Regions from separate parts of the Mus musculus genome. Here region 1 is linked to region 2. Evidence: chromatin contacts called from public Micro-C data. All regions are on one chromosome and are shown on one strand. Each heading gives the region's core, a stretch centred on a gene start, on an enhancer-like site or on the middle of the called end of the contact. The rest is flanking DNA. Distances are from core to core; before and after follow the strand shown. Region 1 overlaps Slc4a4 (solute carrier family 4 (anion exchanger), member 4). Region 2 overlaps Slc4a4 (solute carrier family 4 (anion exchanger), member 4).

Region 1 (7,044 bases), core at 3,830-6,329, 230 kb before region 2:
TAACCACCCTTCAAAAGTTCATTTGTAAAGTTTTCCAACTGTAAATCCATCATTTTATTCTTGTTTCCCTTTCAGGCCTTCTGATTCAAGGAAAAACAGAAACATGGTTATAATTTAAAAATAGGGCAAAGAAATTCACCATGATCATGCGAATCATTAGATCCCTGTTGGGGTCCGGCAAGGGGTGGGACAAGCAAATAGATGAACGAGATGGATAAAAAGACAAAGGAAGCAAGAAGCATGTGTGGAGAGGAGACTAGTCAGATGGACATGCATGACACCGCCCTTCTACAGATCAGGAGAGGGTCCAATATTGGTGATGTCAGAGGGTTCAAACAAGTAAGTGCACAAATAATAGTGAGGGAGGAAGTACAGAAACTGGGTGAGAAATCAAGGCACATATTTTAAAATTCTCTTTTCTTATTGGCCCCTGCTTCCATGTGCTATGGAATCTTGCAAGTGTTTCACACTCATGTGTCTGGTTATCAATGTTCCAAAGAAGAGAAAGCTACGAAAGTTTTACATCTTTACCTTCAGGATGGGAGCCATGAAGACTGACAGGCCAGTCAGAATAAACACAAGGGTTCCAGTGACTCGTTGTTCCCTGAAACAAAATCCAAAGACCAATCAGTCTAACTCCAGTTTTCAGGAACCTTCAAAGAAAGACCAAATCGGTGTTGAGCTACGGCATCGAAAGTCTTGATATAACTCACATCAAATCTCAAGAATATTGTACGAATTAGATACAAGTGTAAACTTTTAAAAAATGTTAAAACTATTACAATATATGATCGGAACTCATGAAGAAAAAAAAAGTGATTCTTCTAAAGCTTTTGCTCCTTTCAGAACCAAGAAAGAAAGATTGCTTGCTCCAGCTCCAGGAATTACTGGCTTCTTTGAAGCTCTTGTTTTTCAAACAACTTGTCCTGTTGTGTAATTATACCTTCTTTCATAGGAGACAGATATTACATTGTCCCACATTCTAATTAACAAACAGCTCAGGGAAGTTTCATGAGCTCAATAAATCTCACCAGTCTAATTCTCAAATTTGAAACAACAGAAGTGCTTTTTAACAAATGTGATCCCCATCCAACACCCCGCACCCCTAAGAAAGAATCACCCACTGTTGAGGCCTGAGAAATGATGGCTCTGTTGTGTGAGCTATTCACCCTAGCCCTTGTGAGCAAAGCTTGCTACGACAAAAGCCAAAAACAAGAAATGAAACAAAACACTCAAGAGAGGACAGAGGTCCTCCACCACTGACCTTCACAAATACTCCAATATTTGAAGGTTCCCAAGTTCTTATGGGAACAGGAATGGGTTGGAAAACAAGAATTCCTACTTCTTCAGTCATGAAAATCATGGAAGACTTAAGGCTTTTACACATGACTAAGGTAGAGCACTCAGCTCTATACTGAAGAAAATTAATCGCTTGCTTAGCTTTTTCTGTTGCTTCATTTAATATTGTGCTAATCAAGACGTTCTTTAAGAAATGAACTAAAAGTTATTAGTTTTCCTCCTTATTAAAATGTCCTTCCTGGAGAAGATAATTTAGGAATAAATTAACCGTCACCATTTATCTTATTCCCAGATTGTGTCCACTTCCTTATGATTGACACAAAGATGTATACCTATGAGGTTTTTTTAGGGTCATTTTCCTGAGACAACACACCTTACTCCCAGAAATTTTGGTTGTTCTCCAGGCGCAGATGTCTCCGTCTCCATCTTCAGACTGTCAATGTGGGCAATGGAGATAACAGTAGCAGCCACATACCAGGGAAGAGCCATGAAGGAGCATACCACCATGAGGATGGCGACCCAAAACAGATCCAGGTGATACCCAGCTCCTTTCTGCAGAAAGAAGCCACAGAATATGAACAGAAAGCACTCATACTTGCCATCTAGTTATAGTTAGGCACAGGAGTTATGACTGACAAATGAAACTTGTTCTGCTTGATAAAACTACCTCTTATAGTATCTTTTATAAGGAAGCACATTGAGACAGGACATTGCCTTCTGCAGAATACTCTCCTGCTCTTAGCCTTCTCCTCCAGCACCTATGCAGATTCTACCCTATTATAATTCTGAATAATTAATTCAGACCTATGTCTACTACTCTACGTACCTATTCATTATAAATTAACCTTTCTGCATCCAATTTTGTAACCCCTCAAATGAAGGTAGGGACCATGTTTGGAGAGTTACTGGGACCATTGGATGAAGTAATCACAACAAAGGAACTTGTAGCAACTTACAGGGGTATAGTTGTTACATAGTAAGTGCTCTCACTAAGGGAGGCAGGAGTCAGAATGGCAGTGATTGTTAAGGCAGAATGACCAGCACTTACGAAGCAGCACACCCTCTTCTCCGTGTGATGATATTTAACAGAAGGCAACTCATCATGAAGGTACTAGGTGCATGTAAAGCTCCCCCAAACAATCCTGAGATGGTATGTAAATGACCATCTCTCACTTCTCATGGCTTGTGAGAATGGTTGTTTAACCACCTATTGTTCACCATCATTAAGGTGAGAATACTGCCTTAATCAAAACAGATGGATTTCAAACACCACCCTATGCTCACAATAACATCTACTGACTGGACGAGCAGACAGTGCAACAAAAGTTCTAGCTTTTTTATTCACTAAGTAAATACAGTTCATCATGCCCCCAGTGTTTTTTCTGTGGTTATATTTCTCTGCTCTATTTATGAAGAAATCAAAGGCTCATACCCCTGTGGAGCTGGGAAAACTAGAGCTGTCCATTCTCACAGCATGAGGGAGCAGTACCAAGAGTCAGACTAGGGCTGATTCAAGAGAATCGAGAGGCTGGCTTTGGAAAGTCGGGGTGTGATTTACACGAGCAACCCAGGGAGTGTTATCATTTGAATCCTGTTACAGTTTGTCAGAACACTGCTCCTCTCTAACAGAATCGCCAAGGTTTTATCCATGGCTTGCACACGGAGCCATATTCTAGAGAATGAATAAGGCATAGGAGCTGACATGGAAGCAAAGGCATGTTCTCATAAAGTTAAGTTTGGCTGGAAACAGACGTCTGCTCATGAGACACATGTTAATATACATGCATGGAATCAGTTCACTTTAGGAATGCATAACTATGTGAATTAAAAATGAAATAAGGTGAGGAGAAGAAAGCAAATATGGGGTAGGCTGATATAAGCTTGTTCTATAAGGTCCAAAGTAGTAAATATCATGATATATGTGGAATCTCAATCATGTGTTTCTTTCAACAAATCATTAACTTTCAACTTAGTACCAGCCAGGATTCTAGCTGCTGCTGACACTTGTGAACAAACAAACAAACAAAATACTGGTCTCTTGGAGTTACCCTCCTATTGTGAGAGACAATAAGGAACAAGATACATTTTGAGAGTACATAGCATCTTACTTGGTAGAAGTCCCAAGAGGAACCCGAACAACTTGGGTTTGCTTTGGGAGTAAGATAGGATCCCACTGGAGGACCTCCAGGAGCAGAAGGATCTGATTGCTGTGTTCTCAGCACTGTTGACTACTGTGTTATGGACAAATTGATTAGGGTCAAGGACAGCAGGAAAAGGTAGGAGGCAGATGCTGTGGTTTGTTTAAGAAATTATGGTCATGAAGGCAGAGGTGGTTGGATTCCGATTGCATACTGAGAAGTGTACTCTCCTACCAGTGTGTATGTCTATGCTGCTGCTGCAGGGCCATTCAGGGTCTGGCCACTGGTAGAAGGGACAGCGATCACAGTCTCCTCTTTCCTGTTTCTCCCATCTTGAGTTTTACACCAGTGACACACTCAGCTACACGAAATTCTTCTATGTGTTTCCCTCACTAATGTCTTTTGTATGATTTCTCATACTAGCACACAACCCACTCTTCTCCTTGGCTCAGTCTTACTTATTGAAGACTGAAATTGGCTTTCCTTTTTCCTGGTCATTTATGGACACGGAGCCCAGAAATAATAAAAGCCCAGTGAATTTATTTTGCCAAATATCAATGTGCAAGGCTTGTTAACAAGCAAAACTTACTATGTCTAGGTCAATTGTCCTACATACACTAAACCTTAAGAACATAATATTGAAAGGGATGATAAAAGCTTTGCCCCAAGCTACTGCTATAACCTCTATAGTTGACTTCTATAGAGTTTACCTTAGAGAAGCCATTCCTACAAACCAGCTACGACACGCAGGAAAACAAGCTCTCCGAAAGGCATGCCATAGCCAGAAGTATCTAAATGACTTTTTGAATGGAAATAAAATAAAGTTTTTGAATGGAAATAAAATAAAGTGCACCCTTATCTAAAACCTGTGAGGAGGACAGAAAACAGAAATATTCACAATAGCATAAGACTTATCCTCTCCTTTCTCTCCTCATTGCTTCTGGCTTTTCTAGACTCTTGGATTCTACAGCAGCCTCGTTCCGTTCAGTTCTCCATCCCCACTTACTGCTGTCAGCAGGAGGGAAGCAAATGCAACTCTTCAAACTCACAGTCTACTCTTCCATTTAAACTATGTTCAAGTCTATCTTCTCCCCGACTTTTCCTTCACAAGGACCAGTACCCTTCAGCCCTCCATGCTGTTGCCAGCACAGGAGTCCCTGCGTTACTCTTGCCCTGACAACTGACTCTCCTCACAGACTAATCTTCAACCATCTTAATCAATATGTGACACTTTCCTGATCCAAACCTTTCAGTGGCTTCCAGTTTGTACTTATAATACAGTAATAGTGAAAACGAAACAGTATAAAGCCATCTGTAAGGATATACATGAACATTTATTCCTACTTCTCACCCTGGCCAACTTCTAGTAGTGTCTGGAGATATTCTTGGGTACCATAACTTGAGAGAAGAGGTACAACTGGCAACTGTAGACAGAGACCAGACATGCTGACAAGTGGCTGCCAGTACATAGGATAGCCACTGCCAACAGGATTGTTCAAACCAGCACAAATGTTAAAACCTTGTGTTGTGTGACCTGAGCTTACTACTTCCTTTGACCTCAACTTGACTCACTTGTCCCCTTGGCCTGCTCTCTGCTTCTTGACACAACCAGTTCCTTCTCACTCTGGGGCCTTCGTGTGGCAAACTATTGTTGAGTAAACATTTATTGAAGACTTATTCTGTCTTAGCTCCTGTGTTTGATTAAACAATGAGTAAGACAAGCACCCATTTTTTTTTACAGTGGATGCAGACAGCTAGCTGAAGTCAGGGAGGCAAATGAGTGACCTAAAACACATGCAGGATACCAGACACTAAGGAAGGCTGTCAGCTCAAACCTCCATGCTTTTTTCAGGGAAGAGACCAAATACTGAAACAGTTTTCCCTTCAGCATCCAGCACAAATGTTCAGTATCTAAGAAGCAATCTAAAAATGTTCTTGACTTCATGGCCCAAAGAATGTCCTGTCTTATGAAACTGCAAAGTGTTTTAAGCACAAAACCAGAAACTGTCTCTTTGAAACAGCACATCCCTTGCTAATACAGAACAAAGTAATTTAGGACTAAGTCCACAAAAATGAAACTATGCAGTACAAAGATGACAAGAAAAGAAGAAATGGGAGCATTACACAGACATGGGGTAAACATTCATCATGCATGCTATGAGCCTCTAGGACCTGAGTCCTTGAGCACATTCCTCCAAAAAGTCTCAATGGGATGAGAGGGCTCAGATCCATGTGAAGATTAAACTGGACTCTAAACAGAAATTCACATGAGTTTGAAAAAGAACTGAGAACGAAGCTTTTGAGTGTGTCTCATCTAAATATGGCTTTAATCCACGTAAGCAGCCATGGATGAGGGAGCAGTGATGGACTAGAACATTCTTCAGCTATCATCTCTCTCCCAGGGTCATAAACCAAGGAACCATGTGACAAACATAATAAAGCATTTCAGTTACAAGTTTATCGGGGCTACCATGGAATTGGGGTGGGCCACATAAAACCTGGAGAGAAGAATAAACCATGGGGCTTACTTTAAAAACATTTTGGCTGAGAACTAGGGATGAAGTAATTACACACTGCACTGTAGGAGCTATCATGTGACCAGTAGCACAGAATAAGATAAATCACTAGGAAACAACAAAAAGCAAGGGCAATAAAAACTACGTTAGGGGTGAATGCAGGTGACACCAGGGTTATATTTAGAAACACTTAAAGGATGGAGATGATTTTGGTGAACAGCACTGACTGAGGAGTGAGTAGATCTTCTCAGCCACGGCTCCAGCAGAGCTGTGAGAAGCAAGAAACCAAAAGGCCGTCTAAGCAGAGCATTTCTTGGCACTTTGAGACCAAGTGTTTTAAATCCAGGTTGCGGTTCTTTCACAAGGTTCTTTAAATGTCAAGGTGGGAGAAACAGACTGTTAGGGTGCAAATGTTTAGATGGCCAAGGCGCTTTAGATGTAGCACCAATGTGGAAGAACGATGCCTTCAAAACAAAAAATTATGCAGTTGAAGTAAAGCAAGGGAAGTTGGTTATTATGCTTGACTGACTAAACTATTACAAAACTCTAGCTTGAATAAGAGCACTAGATCCAAGATTATGATAATAGGGGCAGAAATGAAAAAATATAGAGCAAGGTAGAGTTCAGAAGTTATTTTTTAAATTAAAAACTAACTGAAAATATTTTAAATGTTCCATCACAAGGTATGTCATAGAGAAATGACTGCCAGGATTATCTGATATCTCTCTCTCCCAAATGTCTATCCTGAATGATGTCTGCCCCCTACACTTGACTCTTGAAGTCACTGCTTTGGGAGAAACATCTCTGGCTTTGCAGATGGAAGCTGGCTCTGCTCAGGCTTTTGACAATGACTCAGGAAATGACCTTGGAGAAGTACTTGACCTTGATGAGCCTGATTTGCTTTTGAGCAGGTAGGATGAAGGATATAAGTAACCAAAATGGCCCCATAAAGCCAAGAGTCTTGGTACTAGTACATCATTGTGAGGTTATTTGGCAAGATGGAAAGGTGGATGCTATCCCAGCAGAGCTGATAACCAAAGCTGTAGTCTCCCCTCCCCCAGCCTGAAACCTGCTTGCTCGGGGTGGAGCTT
Region 2 (6,606 bases), core at 2,259-4,758:
TTGCCTAACTTCATCAAAGGCCAACATAAAGAAATAATAAGTCTCATAATCATAATAAAAATGATGTTCACCTCACATTATTCTTATAAAGACTCAAAGGGAGAATAAATTTTAGAATTAAAAAGAGTTCCTGTTACGTAATAAATCCTGCCTAATTCATTCGAGGAAGACTATCCCTGAATCTGTTACCTGCCTGTGGATTCTATTCTCCTAACTGGGCTGCCTTGTCTTGCCTCAGTGGAAGATGATATGTCTAGTCGTGCAGTGACTTGATGTTCCAGGGTGGGAGGGCCTCAGAGGAGAAGGAGAGGGGGAAGTTAGGGGGAGATGTGTGAGGGGAAACTGATATTGGGATGTAACGTGAATAAATAAATTAATTAATGGGGAAAAAAATCCCTGCCTAAATTTTTAGTACTATCAGGTTAAGTACTATACAGGTTAAGATATTTACATTTTATGACCTTTGTAAGATTGAAAAGAGAAGAGAATAGCAACACTAACCACACAAAATTGTGATAAAGATGAACTGAGGCAATGTCAGTAAAAGATGCTGTTCCATGGGACAGCTATGCGCAAATGGAAGAAGGCATGTTTCTCTATCTTACTGATAACTGTTTTCTCAATTCTGTAACCAAAGATAACACATAATATTTGAACTAATTTTGCACAAAGCTACAGAAATTCCTTACGATGATTCCAGTTTCATTGATTGTTTCCATAGTCCAATGAAACTCAAGAAGAGACACTTTGGGGCTGGAGAGACGGCTCAGCAGTTAAGAGCACATCCAAGCTCCATCACCAGTCCTCAAGGCAGGCAGCTCAGAACCACCTGCAACTCTAACCACAAATGATCCAGTTTCCTCTTCCAGCCTCCAGAGACACCTGAACTCTGTGTGTGTGTGGGGGGGGGGGGGGGGGTGAGTATATACACACACACAACACACATAAACATAATTAAAAATAAAAACTCTTCGAAGAACAGGAGGAGGACAGGGAAGCGGTACCTGTCCCAGGAAAAACGAATCATCAAGGCAAATGATCCTTTAACAATAGACTCACAGCACCCATTAGCTAGGCAGAAAATCATTATCCTTTTTAGCCCAATGGTGCTCAGGGCTTGATCTCTGAACAAGAAGACCCCATACAAGGCACACTGGGCATTTTTACACAGTCTCCTTGAACTCCACCCTAACGTACAGAAGCAAAAATCACAAACAGAAGTCTGAATTTAAACAAGACCATCACGTGAATCCAGTGTCCACCTATATTTAAGAGTTGCTGCTGCAAAGTTGTGTTGAGGAAAGTCACAATCCGTGTGGTTAGCACTTTGTCACTATGGAGGGCGGTGGGGGGGGAGGCCAGAAAATAGGAAGGAAAAGATTCCTCCCACCAAATTGTAATCCAAGTCAATTTTAATATATAGTAGACAAAGTTCAATGCAATCAATATTTAACTTTTCCTTTAAATACGCCTTCCCAGTAACGTCTCGCAGGCTAACACACTAATTGTTTTATAGCTGGTCATTACGTTGCAGGTGGCTTTCCCAGTGCTCCACAGGTTTGCTCCTCTCTTTGCTGGCCTGCCTGCCTGTGCCATGTGACATGTAGGGCCTGAAACTCAGCATTCTTCCAGGTCATGATGCTCCCGAGCCTCGTCCTCCACTGAACTTGCCTTAAATACAACTGCCCTTCTCAGTATGAGGCTCCAGACACTTGAGCTTGTGGCCGCCATCCCCACCCAGACACTGCCTACAACACTCAGCTACACTCACAGCAGTTTTTCAACCTATAAGAAGCACAGCTGGGGTGGGTTTGTAAAGAACCTATTATGTCAAGAAATTATGTATATTTCCTCTTTTGATTAAACGATCGCATCATTCACATGAACTTATTAAGCAAAACAGCTAGCCTTATCCCCCTGACTGACTCAGCAGCATCCTGCATTAAATCCTTGACAGGGAGTACAGCTTTTGACACAAAGGAATGGCATCTTCTTGCCACATTGAGATATTTAACAACTGAGTCAGTGGGGCCACACCCAGGTACTGTAGAGAAGTGGGGATAGTTGGATTGTGTGTCTGCTGGTCCCCCATTGCAGGACACCATCTGGAAAGTGCATTCCAAGGCCTACTGCTCATGGCTACACACTGATCTGGTCAATCTCCCTTGAGAACATCAATCTGATGGCTGTCAATGAAAGATGCAGGTTTGTAGGAGGACATTCAAAGTGACCAAAGCAGGGGACATCAGAAAACTAGAGGTGAGAACAGGACAGCTGTACTGGCTGGTTTGGGGTGTCACCTTAACAGAAGCTGGAGTCAACAGTGGAAGGAGCCTTGGTTAAGAAAAGACCTCCATAAGATCCAGTTGTAAGGCATTTTCTCCATTAGTCATGGATGGGGGAGGGCCCAGCCTATTGTGGGTGGTGCCATCTCTGGGCTGGTGGGCTTGGGCTCTGTAAAGAAAGAAGGCTAAGTACACCATGTAAAGCAATCCAGGAAGCAGCATCCCTCCATGGCCTCTGCATCAGCTCCTGCCTCCACATTCCTGCCCTGTTTGAGTTCCTAGCATAACATCCTTTGTTGATGAACAGCAATGTGGAAGTGCAAGCAGAATAAACCCTTTCCTCCCCAACTTGCATTTTGGTCATGGTGTTTCCTCGGAGCATTAGAAACCCTAACTAGGACAAAAGCATAAATTAGAGATAAGAAGTGACACTGAAAGTGTAGGAATCCAGATACCATGCATTCAAGAAGAATCTCAAGAGCAAAGGAACCCACAACCAAACGCATGGGTGTTAGTTACATTGTGCTAGAATGGTCAGAAGAGAAATGACTGACTTCAACATCAGCTTGGAATAGTAATGTTTGTTCTGACAGCGTTAGCAGTGACCCAGGAGAAGAGAAATAAATAGAAGCTCATAAAACCATCAAGTCACCCAAGGCTGAGAAGAAATGTTATAATTCTTTCTTATTTTCAAGGGCTTTTATGTAGGAAAGGGATTAATTGAATCAGTAAGCACACAACTAAGACCAAAGGGTCAAAAAATCACAAGAAGGCTAACTTTGAGTCAATATATGGGAAGGCTTTTTTTTTAGCAATTAAAACCCTCTACAAATGGAATGGGCCACCATGTGAAGCAATGAGTTCTCTGGCCCTAGGAGTATAAATTATGATCAGTCCAGATAGCCATAGCAAAGATTTCTCCTTTAGTAGAGCAGAGATCAGCTGGCTCTTGAACTTCATTAGCATTTAAATTCTACCCCCCACAATCCTCCCCCTCCCCCCAAAGAAAGGAAGAAGGAAAGGAAAACTAGGATAGAAAGCAAGCCTTCTCACCACTAAGAGAGAAGAAAGAACGGGTGGAGAGCACAGGAGTTACGATGACCCCGGTCTAAATTACAAATAGCAGCCCTCTACTTCCATTCTGGGAAATAAAGCTGATATAGGCTTATTTTTTACCTATGACATCACACTACTGCAAGAACTTCTCTGGTTACTCTTATCACTGTGGGCCAGTTCCAGCAGAAGTTTACAGACTTCAGAAGTCAAGATAAATAAAAGGGAAACAGCTAAGTTCCTGAAAGCAGACCGCTGAGAAAATTCTAAAATGATCTTTCAGTCTCCTCGTTTAGCATAATGAGGAAGCAGAAGGGGGAGGCTCTGCAGTGAGGGGACTATAAAAAGCTCACCAAGCACTTGGGTAAGAACGGATGACACCGTAGACCAGCGTGAGATCAGCTTACACTGAATTCTACAGGGAGGTTCCTAGGGACTGGACCGCACACAAAACCAGTGGAAATTTTGTAGAAGGAAAGTAATCAGTTTCAGACTCAATCTGAGTTGATTTCCCATTTCTGTACAGGGCAATAAATCCTTAATGTGTATATTGGTGATCTCCAAGGTGATGCAACTTAAGGAAAGAACATGGGGGTCATATAGCAATAACACTAAGTCAAAGCCACTCCTGGGACAGGCTCACAGTTCCTTTCCTGGGAACAGAGGTAATGAGGCTCTGGGCTTACATGTCTGAGAGAAGGGTGGCCTGCCCTTGTCTTCTGCCAACATTCTGCTGCCTTCTCACCTGAAAAGGTCAAGACACCACTGAGGCAGCTCTCATTCTGCCACGAGAAAGAAAGAGAAGATCCCTTGTAAGTCAACTGTGTCAGCCCTGTGCACATTCTAACCCCTGCAAACACTCCAGACCCACGTTGTCCCTGTAGCCCAAGAACTATCACCATGAAAGAGTGTATTTACACAGACAAAAAGAGAGTTTTCACTCAAAGATCTAAGACCACTAAGCAGGACTGGAAGAGGAAGAAATACTGAAATTCACAAATGTTCAGAGCCTTGGCAACTGTTTAATGGCACACTAGGACAGATAAACAGTTTGGGGATATCATAAAAGTCACGGAGTAGCATAGAATTCTCAGCTAACTTCACGATAAAATTTTGTGCACGATAAAATTATATAAGGATAAGATAAATCTACTCAATATTGTCAGACATCAACTTTAAATATAGTTGTTCCTCTTTCTTTGTATGTTTCAAAAGTATAGGCACAAGACACAGGTGACCTCTTCCTCATTCTGATTCTGATAGTTTCTGACCTGTGTCAATCAATGTCAGGACTGCTCTTCTCATGAACTCCGACCCCATCCACTGTCATATACTATACTGAACTGGCTAAATGGGAGCTTCCCGTGGAGTCTCCTTGTAATTTTATCAAAGCAATGACTACATTTCCCTTCCTAAGAATTCAGAAAATTCTTCTATTTCTTTTCTGTGTAGACTATAAGCTAAACATTTAAAGTTTTTAAAACATATTTGTTTTTAAAAAAAGAAAGAAAGAAGAAGCAGCAAATACTCTTTTTCAGAACTCCAATTGCTAAGCAAAAATTCATGTCTTACAAATAAGAAAGTAATCATTTGTATTATACAGCTATCTTATTTGGAAAATCGAAACAACCACAAAAGGGGGCGAGAGTAAGAAAATCAGTCAAATGTCTCCTCATCTCCACCATCCAAGTCACACATTGTTCAAGACAAATCAGTAGTTCCTATTTCGTTAGCATCGGTAATAGATTACTGCTACGGGTAGCAAAAGCAAAAGTGGGCAAGCAAGGCTGGAGACAGAGCCCAGACCAGGGCTTTCTGAATGCTAAGCAAGCACTCGACCCACTGAGCCACACAGGCAACTCCCAAAACTCTGATATGATAAGAAAAGAGAGAACCCTCAAGACCAGAGATGCCAGTTAAGAGGTTATAGGCAAGAAGCAAAACTGTGACCCACAAAAGGAGGTGGAAATGATAAAGTGGACTTCATCAAAGCTTACAACTTCCTTTTTCAGAGAATCTGTTAAGAGAATGTGAAGATGAGCTGCAGGCTAGAAAAGAATTTGCCACCCTGACTTCTACCCTCACAAGAGTCACTTGAAATCAACTGAGTTCGAGAGCAGAAGCTATGACACTCCTAGAAAACAATGTAAGGAAAGGCCCACTGTCACACTGGATCTGGCAGTGGTTCTTGGATAGTCACCAGAAATCAAGCAATAAAAGCAACAGTGAACAAGTAAGGCTGGGTCAAGCTGAAAGGCTTCTGCATGGGAAAGAAAATAATCAACAAAATCAAAAAGCAACCTCTGGAACAGAGGGAAATTCTTATAAGCCATCTATGTGATATGGGGTAAGATCCAAAAAAATATATGAGAAACTCATGCAACTCAGTTGCAATGGGGGAAGATAAACAGATCCAAACTGGCTCACGTACAGGAAGACATAACCCAAAGTATATGAAAAGTGCCCAATAGCACAAGTAAGCCAAGAAATGCCAAACACAGCAAGATCCTACTACACACCCTTAAGACATTTGAATGGCAGAAAGATAGAAAGAACATGTACAAATGTGTCTAGAAAAGAACACAAGCATTCTTATGAGATGTAAATTGGTGCAACCATTATAGAAAGTAACAGATTCCTCCAGATGTTGAAAACTGGACACTACGGTATTTAAAATCCCACTTCTGTATATCCAAAGGCAATAAAAACTACTATCTCATGGGAAGAACCAACGTGTCCAGCACCAATGAGTGGATAAATTGTGGTGTGTTCACACAAATACATTTATGTACAGACACACACACACACACGTAAACTAGAAACTATTCAATCATAAAACAGAGAAAAATCTTACCACTGAGATATCATGAAAGAAACTTGTGCTAAGTAAAACAAGCCAGAGAAGACAAGTCTAATAAAATCTCTCATATGGGAAATCTAAGAGTCAACAGAGCAAAGAATAGAATGTCGGCCACAGGAGTTTGCAAGTAGGGGTCATAGGGAGATGCTTGTCAGAGAGTCCAAATGTTCAGGTTTAAAGTAGTTTTTAACTTAGGATACCTAAGATATAAGATACAATTTGCTAAACGCATGAAACTCAAGAAGAACGAAGACCAAAGTGTGGACACTTTGCCCCTTCTTAGAATTGGGAACAAAACACCCATGGAAGGAGTTACAGAGACAAAGTTTGGAGCTGTGACGAAAGGATGGACCATCTAGTGATTGCCATATCAGGAGATCCATCCCATAATCAGCTTCCAAACGCTGA

The links. A called contact is a pair of places that touch in the nucleus more often than the background predicts.
Region 1: a contact with region 2 is called in a Micro-C map of the HL-1 cell line, with 2.0 times the contacts expected there. The contact joins two enhancer-like sites. A contact is called at or near these places in 1 of 15 datasets of contacts at CTCF or cohesin (pro-B cells), 3 of 484 Hi-C or Micro-C datasets (CD4 T cells, the HL-1 cell line and nephron progenitors) and 2 of 115 datasets of contacts at active chromatin or transcription factors (bone marrow-derived dendritic cells and neural progenitor cells).

The regions. Positions count from the first base shown.
Region 1 is chr5:89,209,281-89,216,324 of GRCm38.p6, reverse strand. It overlaps Slc4a4 (solute carrier family 4 (anion exchanger), member 4), which reads right to left. Exons shown (of 27, transcript NM_001359211.1): 20 at 1,673-1,851; 21 at 532-604. Among named protein-coding and RNA genes, the nearest start is that of Gm35855, 13 kb to the left of the region's middle. Within about 2 kb of position 5,079, at least 6 of the 459 cell types and tissues checked have an H3K27ac peak or open chromatin away from gene starts, as enhancers often do. A contact at or near this core is called in the HL-1 cell line, where this site is marked.
Region 2 is chr5:88,978,798-88,985,403 of GRCm38.p6, reverse strand. All of the region lies in intron 3 of Slc4a4 (solute carrier family 4 (anion exchanger), member 4), which reads right to left. Among named protein-coding and RNA genes, the nearest start is that of Slc4a4, 95 kb to the right of the region's middle. Within about 2 kb of position 3,508, at least 64 of the 459 cell types and tissues checked have an H3K27ac peak or open chromatin away from gene starts, as enhancers often do. A contact at or near this core is called in the HL-1 cell line, where this site is marked.